2 separate regions of the Mus musculus genome follow, and region 1 is linked to region 2. A link is a contact called in public Hi-C data. All regions are on one chromosome and are shown on one strand. The core of a region is the stretch at or near the end of the contact, and the rest is flanking DNA. Distances in the headings are between cores, read along the strand shown. Region 1 has its middle 36 kb from the start of Chrdl2. Region 2 holds the start of Chrdl2 (chordin-like 2).

The links. A called contact is a pair of places that touch in the nucleus more often than the background predicts.
Region 1: a contact with region 2 is called in a Hi-C map of liver, with 1.8 times the contacts expected there. The contact joins the enhancer-like site here to the promoter of Chrdl2 in region 2. A contact is called at or near these places in 6 of 39 promoter capture datasets (embryonic stem cells, frontonasal cranial neural crest, liver and 2 more), 13 of 484 Hi-C or Micro-C datasets (the G1E-ER4 cell line, cerebellar granule neurons, cerebellum and 5 more), 3 of 115 datasets of contacts at active chromatin or transcription factors (embryonic stem cells, kidney and stem cell-derived neural progenitor cells) and 2 of 9 other capture datasets (adipose tissue and macrophages).

Annotation. Positions count from the first base shown.
Region 1 is chr7:100,040,670-100,043,801 of GRCm38.p6, reverse strand. No RefSeq gene overlaps it. Among named protein-coding and RNA genes, the nearest start is that of Chrdl2, 36 kb to the right of the region's middle. Within about 2 kb of position 1,716, at least 25 of the 459 cell types and tissues checked have an H3K27ac peak or open chromatin away from gene starts, as enhancers often do. A contact at or near this core is called in cerebellum, liver and muscle stem cells, where this site is marked.
Region 2 is chr7:100,004,718-100,007,841 of GRCm38.p6, reverse strand. It overlaps Chrdl2 (chordin-like 2), which reads right to left and starts at 1,438. Exons shown (of 11, transcript NM_133709.3): 1 at 1,195-1,438. The coding sequence starts at 1,276.

The DNA.
Region 1 (3,132 bases), core at 467-2,966, 36 kb before region 2:
TAGTGTCTCTGTCCAAGCCCTGGCTCTTGGGGCTTAGGGAGGGAGAGAGTCTTGAGAAGTCCTCCCTCTGGCTGCCTCCTCCCCCTCCTCCTCTTCTTGTCCTCCTCCTCACAGGTGGCTGGGATCAGAGCCCTCTCCAGGCTTCCATCTGCAGACCTTGGGCCAGTGGGGGTGGGGAGGAGGGAAGGGATGCAGAGGCTCAGTGCTCAAGTGAGAGGGACCAGGGGAGGACTTAGTTTGAGAGGTGGCAGGGACCAAGCACGGGACATCTCAGTTGTTGCCCAACTCATTAATGGGGATTGTCATTCACTTTGTCCCTGGTTTCCTCAGTGAGTCTGAGCCTACTTAGAAGTCTCCTGTTATTCTCTGAAGACTCCCAACATATCCCAAAGCCCCTTGCCAGGCCTTGACTGAGCTGTGGCAGCGTAGGCTAAGCCCTGGCCCAAGGCAGAGTGGATCTTTCTGCGCCAGCTTATGAAGGAGAATATGACCACGGTAGGGAGGGTGGGCTGGCAAGCCTTTACAGTCCCACCCTGGGGCTTCTTGTCTGCCATGAAGGACAGACATTGAGCCTGTCAGTACCCTAGGATGGCTATTCCAAAGGGAAGGGGTGGGGTTGGGGGGTGCTGGGAAATCACAGCCCGTTCTGAGCTGAGGGCTGACCAGTACGTCAAAGCCAGGTCAAAGTGGTACTAGAGTCCCACAGGGCAAGCTGGAAGGCTGAGGGTAAGAGGAGACCCCAGGCTCCCTACTTCAGGGAATGACTGTTGCAGCCAAGGCATCCCTCCAACCACAGAGGTTCCCATCTTTTCCTGGTTTCCACACAAACCTGCACCTCGAAGGCGCACCCATATTCCCCCTCACCCAACCTAACAGTTGAGTGCCTCTCCACCAGAGCAGTTGCTGCTGGTGTGCAGCCAGAAGCCCCAAAGATGGGGCTGGAAGGAGCCTGAGGGCTCCAGGGAATTCTGTCTAGTCCTCTGCAGGAACAACCACCCTGGGGAGCTCACTTGGATGGACGGATGGACAGCTTGATGGGAGGTGAACAGGAAACGCCTCCTTGCTGAATCCCACCTTCCTGTTGCCAGCTGGCCCTTTCTAGCTCTCCCTCTTTGGAGAGGCAGCTTCCGGTGGCTTTGAGAGTCTGGGTTCCAGCCCTGGCTCTTTCACTTCGAACCCTGTGACCTCTGGTGAGGTGCTCACTCTCTCTGGACTTCATCAGTAGAGTGAGAAGAGCTTTAGGTCTGGGGCTGAAACTCTGTAATCTTCAAAGTTAACAATGCCATGTTTTCATCGTTACCGGTCAATGGAGGGGGAAACTGAGGCCGGGAGTGTACAAGCTCCTGCTGGCCGCTGGGGCTTGCTGGGAGCAGGCAGGGAGGACAGCCATGGCCTCAGGGGCCCTCGCCAGGCTCCGCTGGGCCGCTGTGCTTTACGAGCAAAAACAAACACGTCCCACAAGCCTGGCCTGTGCCGCCAGGTCAAAGCGGGCTTTGTGCCCGCCCCGCCGCCCCCGCGGCCCAGGCGATTTTAATTAGCGTCTGGGTCCACGCCGGAGTCACGAATCAAAGCCCGTGTTCTTCTGCGCCGGTGCCCCGACCCCCGCCCCCTGTCCCGGGCCGCGAGCACCCTGCTGGCAGCAGCGGGCAGTGGAGGAGTTCGAGTCTTGCCTCTAGAGTGATCCCTGCGCTGAGCCTCCTCACTTTTCCCGTTATCACAGCACTACAACCAGCCAGCCCTGAAGTGTGACTGGGTAGGAAGATAGAGGGCTGACAGGTGAGCTAGTATAAGTGCCCGAAGACTTAAGGGCCGAGGCTGCATCTTGGGAGGATAAGGAGATGCTGTTGGACACTGGGTAGAGCAGCTAGGCAGTGGGAAAAGTGAAACAGTGTCTGACCACCAGGTGGGGGAGATGCATGGGCAGGCCATGGCCCCGAGCAAGAAAGTCAGATTTGAGCTTTGGGGAGTCCCTCTACTGTGTCTGGTTATGGGAGTCTGGAGGCTTGGCAGTGAGTTTAGAGAGCTCTGAGAAGGGTCAGAGCAGCCACCATCGGAAGAAAACAAACTGTGTCAGGTTGGATCACAGGTAGTGATCTTGACAGGTTCAGCTCCTGTGCGCTTAGAGGCTTCTTTGGGTCTGCCTACCTGGAGTGCTTGTTTAAACTGGGGATAAGGACCGGTGGTCTTACCTCAGGCAGCATAAAAACTTGCATAACAGCGTCTGTAACCCCAGCTGAAACAGTCCTGCCCCCGGAGGTTCTTGGCCACTCATTCTGATCAAATTGGTGAGCTCCAGGCTCAGTGAATGACCTTGTGTTTAGTTAAGAGTTCTATTGCTATGATAAAGACCATGACCAAAAGCAACTTGGAGAGGAGAGACTTTAGTTGGCTTACAAATATAGATCACAGTCCATTATTGAGGGAAGCCAAAGCAGGAACCCAAGCAGGGCAGAAACCTAGAGGCAGGAACTGAGGCAGAGACCACGGAGATGTGCTGCTTAATGGCATAATGCCCATGCCCAACTCAGCTTGCTTTCACACACACACACACACACACACACACACACACACACACACACACACACACACACACATACATATCTATATCTACAGTAGCCTGGGCCCTCCCACATAAATCATTAACCAAGAAAATGCCCACATCAGATTGGCCTATCTGATGAAGGCATTTTCTCAATGAAGGTTCTTTCCAGATGAATGGAGCGTGTGTAAAGTTGACAAAAATAAGACAAAAACAAAACAGTTAAACCTCCCTGGAGATGTTCTCACAGACACACCCCAAAGATGGGCTCCCTTAACACCCTGGATCCATTGGTCTTTCTTTCAACCTTCATTTAGTGTAGAGTGTGTGGCCTCGGTGTGTACCCAGAGGTCAGAAAACAAAGTTTAGGAGCCAATTCTCTGCTTCTGTCACATTTGTGGCTCAGGGATCAAACTCAGGAGGTCAGCCTTGGCAGCAAGCTCCTTTACCCACTCAGCCATCTGGCCAGCCCCCTTGGTGTTTTTGTTTTTAAAAATTTTTTTATTTATTATTTTTCCCCTTGGTGTTTCTTAATTTAAGCAAATTACAATCAGAATTAACACGGGACCTGGGTCTGTTAGAGGCTGCAGGCG
Region 2 (3,124 bases), core at 189-2,688:
GAAGTTCACAGAAGTTTGAAAAATGACTCAGGTGTAAGAGGCAGTCAGGAATTGAAGCCAAGTCTGAGCTCTCTGTGTTGTCTTATGAGACATGAGGGTGTCCATAATTCTCATGCCACTGACAGGCTAGGGGACGTCAGACAGACATGCAACATTTCCATTCCCAGAAGCAGGACAGAATCTAGCCTCACTAGCTCCACAAAGCCAGTAGCCAGTCAGAAGCAGAGCTGGCAGGTGGAGCCAAGCCTGGAAAAGGTTGTCAGCTAGGGGGTGGGGACCTGGGTCTTCAAGTTTGGTGGCCTGGAGCAAACTACTGTCCTTGTTGGGCTCTGTTTCTTTATTGGGGAGGTTCAGAAGGAGTCACCAGCATAAGGAGGGGCAGTTAGGAAACAGAGGCTGTGGTCCTGCATAACCTACTGTTTGAAGTGGAAACTCTGGGGGCTTAGGCAGCTGATACACTTTGATGAGGCCACCTTGTAGCATCTCTATACAAGCTGCTCTGCCTGCTCCCTGTCATTTAATACATTTAACGGCTTTAAGAGGCTCCTATTTTATAGATTAGAAAAGAGATGGTGAGGTGCCCTCCGTGTCTGACCCATCAGCTGGCACACAGTGAGGCTGGGAAGATGAAGAACCTCATCTTTTTTCACCACGCCCCGATGCCTTCCAGTCTCACAGCCCCACATCGGGGTGTCTCCCAGACGCTGTAAAGGCAGGATTTGGAATTAGACTCTTGGCTTTGGATAGCTTACCAGCTTCGGAAACTTTCTTCTCTTTGCCCTGCCGATTTTACTCATCAATTAAATGTAATGATGACACCTCATGGAGTGTTGTGAGTATCAAAAGCGATAATGGACTCCACTTTGTTCATCTTTCAGCCCAGGAGCTCATCAGCCTTTCCGTCTTTCACACTCAACACATCAGGCTGCTGGGAGTAAAGTCCCTTCCCACAATGCACACTGCTCTTCCCCCAGCAGCACCCCAGAAAGAAACTCTGCCAAACTTTTCTCCCCCCAAGACTCACCAGCCCACACTGGTCATGGAGCAACATCTACCCCTGCTATGCAGGTGCTGCCTGGATAAATGCAAGCGTTAAGGGGTCCCCAGGTCCTAACTAACATCTTCCAGCAAAGTACATCCCACTGGTTCGCATCCCTCCCCTGCCTGCCCAGACTTTGCCTGGTTTCTACTTACGGGATAGTGCTTGCGAGTCCAACGGGAGCCAGAACATCACGAGTCCCAGCAAAGAGGGGATGATCCTCACCCCGGGAACCATCCTTCCTTGTCCCAAGGTCAGACAACCCCGGGATGAGCCGGGAGAAAGTGAGATAAGGACACAAGTAAGTCCTCAGAGGACCAAGTAGGACCGCTGCTTGAGGAGTCGGAAAAGCAAAGATGAAGAGGAGCCAAGGACAGGAGAGGTCTAAGGTGAGGATGAGAGGACGGTGGGGAGGGGACGAGGAGAAGAGAGAGAGAGAGAGAGAGAGAGAGAGAGAGAGAGAGAGAGAGAGAGAGAGAGAGAGAGAGAGAGAGAGAGAAATTAGTTGGGGAAATGAAGAAAAAGGCTATGGCAGAGAGGGAGAAGGTGCTAGCTAGAGAACCGGGATCTGCGGGGTGCGGTCACCGGGGTGCAGTGTCCCTGTGGCGCTGGCTGGCGGCGGCGCGGCGGCGCGGGGTCCGGCGCGGGTCTGGGGCGCGGTGGGGCGACAAGACCCTCGGTGGCGGCGCGGGGGAGGTTGAGCGCTGCCGCTGTGCACGCCTCGGGCGCCAGACGCCGCGCTCGGGCGCATTTGTACTTTGCCGCGGGAAGCCTGCAGCCCTGGGCCGCCCTAATGCTGGCGCCTCCTCTGAGGCACCGCGAGCTCGTGGATTGGCCACGAGAAACAAGCCCATTTCTCCCCCTCCCCTTTAGTGCAGGGCTGGGAACCTTCGCTCCAGGCAAGGCGCCGAGTGGAGACGAGGGGGCTGGGGAGGGGGAAGGGGGCCACAGACGCCCCGGGTTTTAACCCCTGGCTCCCCGCGGTACGCAGCCTGCAAGGGGAACCAACCCAGTTAGATTTCAGATGAAACTGAGTGGGGAAGGTCATAGTACGGGTCTGGGAATCTCAGGATTGGGTATTTGGTGGGGGAGTGCAGAGACACTTGCCATTTTGAACACAGTCTGTGTGCTTGCACATAGCGCCTAGGAGAAAGGTTTTCTCTCCAGCACTAAGATAATGATTTGAGTTACTTTAAAAGTCTTCAATATCGTCCTGCAAATGTCGCAAAGGATTAAATAAGATTTGGAACATCAAAGCACTTCAACTTTGGAGGAAAGCCATTTCAGGTACCTGGAATCTCCCATTGGCAGGTGGTGGTCCTAGGCATCATCCCCAGATGAGAGGTAGCTTTGCTATGGAGTCACTGCTGCTACCACTTACCAAGCAGCCCAGGATGAACTCTTTCTACAGGCGAGGCCCCACTGCTCTGCATGCGCCAGTGACAGCCAGGGTCAGAGCTTTGTCCTTTCACCAGAAGGTGAGCACGCTGATCCAGAACCCCAGCAGCCTGGGCAGGCTGTTGCTCCAGACCTCATGTTAGGTGAGCTCCTGAACTAATAGGACCCTAAGAAAAGAACAAGCTCTGTCCACCCCAGAGCACACAGGCTCTGCAATGAGAGGGCAGACTCAAGGTGCTGGCGCCATCCACAGCTTGCTGGGCCACTGTGGGCAAACACAGTCGTCCTGGCTTTGGACCTTGATTCCTGAGCATCTCTTACACAGCTACCAGTGTCTCAGACCAGGACAGGTGTAAGGATGGAGAAGTGGCAGGCCACACCCCATTCCAGGTTATCTGACTGGCAGGGTTAAGGCTGCACTCCTCACGCCAAGTGAGCAGTGGGAGGAACCAGTGACCAAGAAAGCCCCTACTCAGGGCTCTCAGAGTGAAGACAAACATGAGCTCCTTCCAGTCCTCCTCTGACTTAGGTTCTCCTTGTCAAAGCTCTCCTCCACTCCACCCTCCTGGATACAGTGTTTGCTAAGAAGTAATCTCCCCCCCCCCCCCCGTCTCTGCTAATGTGTGCTCTGTACCTGTCTTGATGTCTAAGGTTGCCAAAGGTGGGCTCATTGGGTTCTAAACCCTG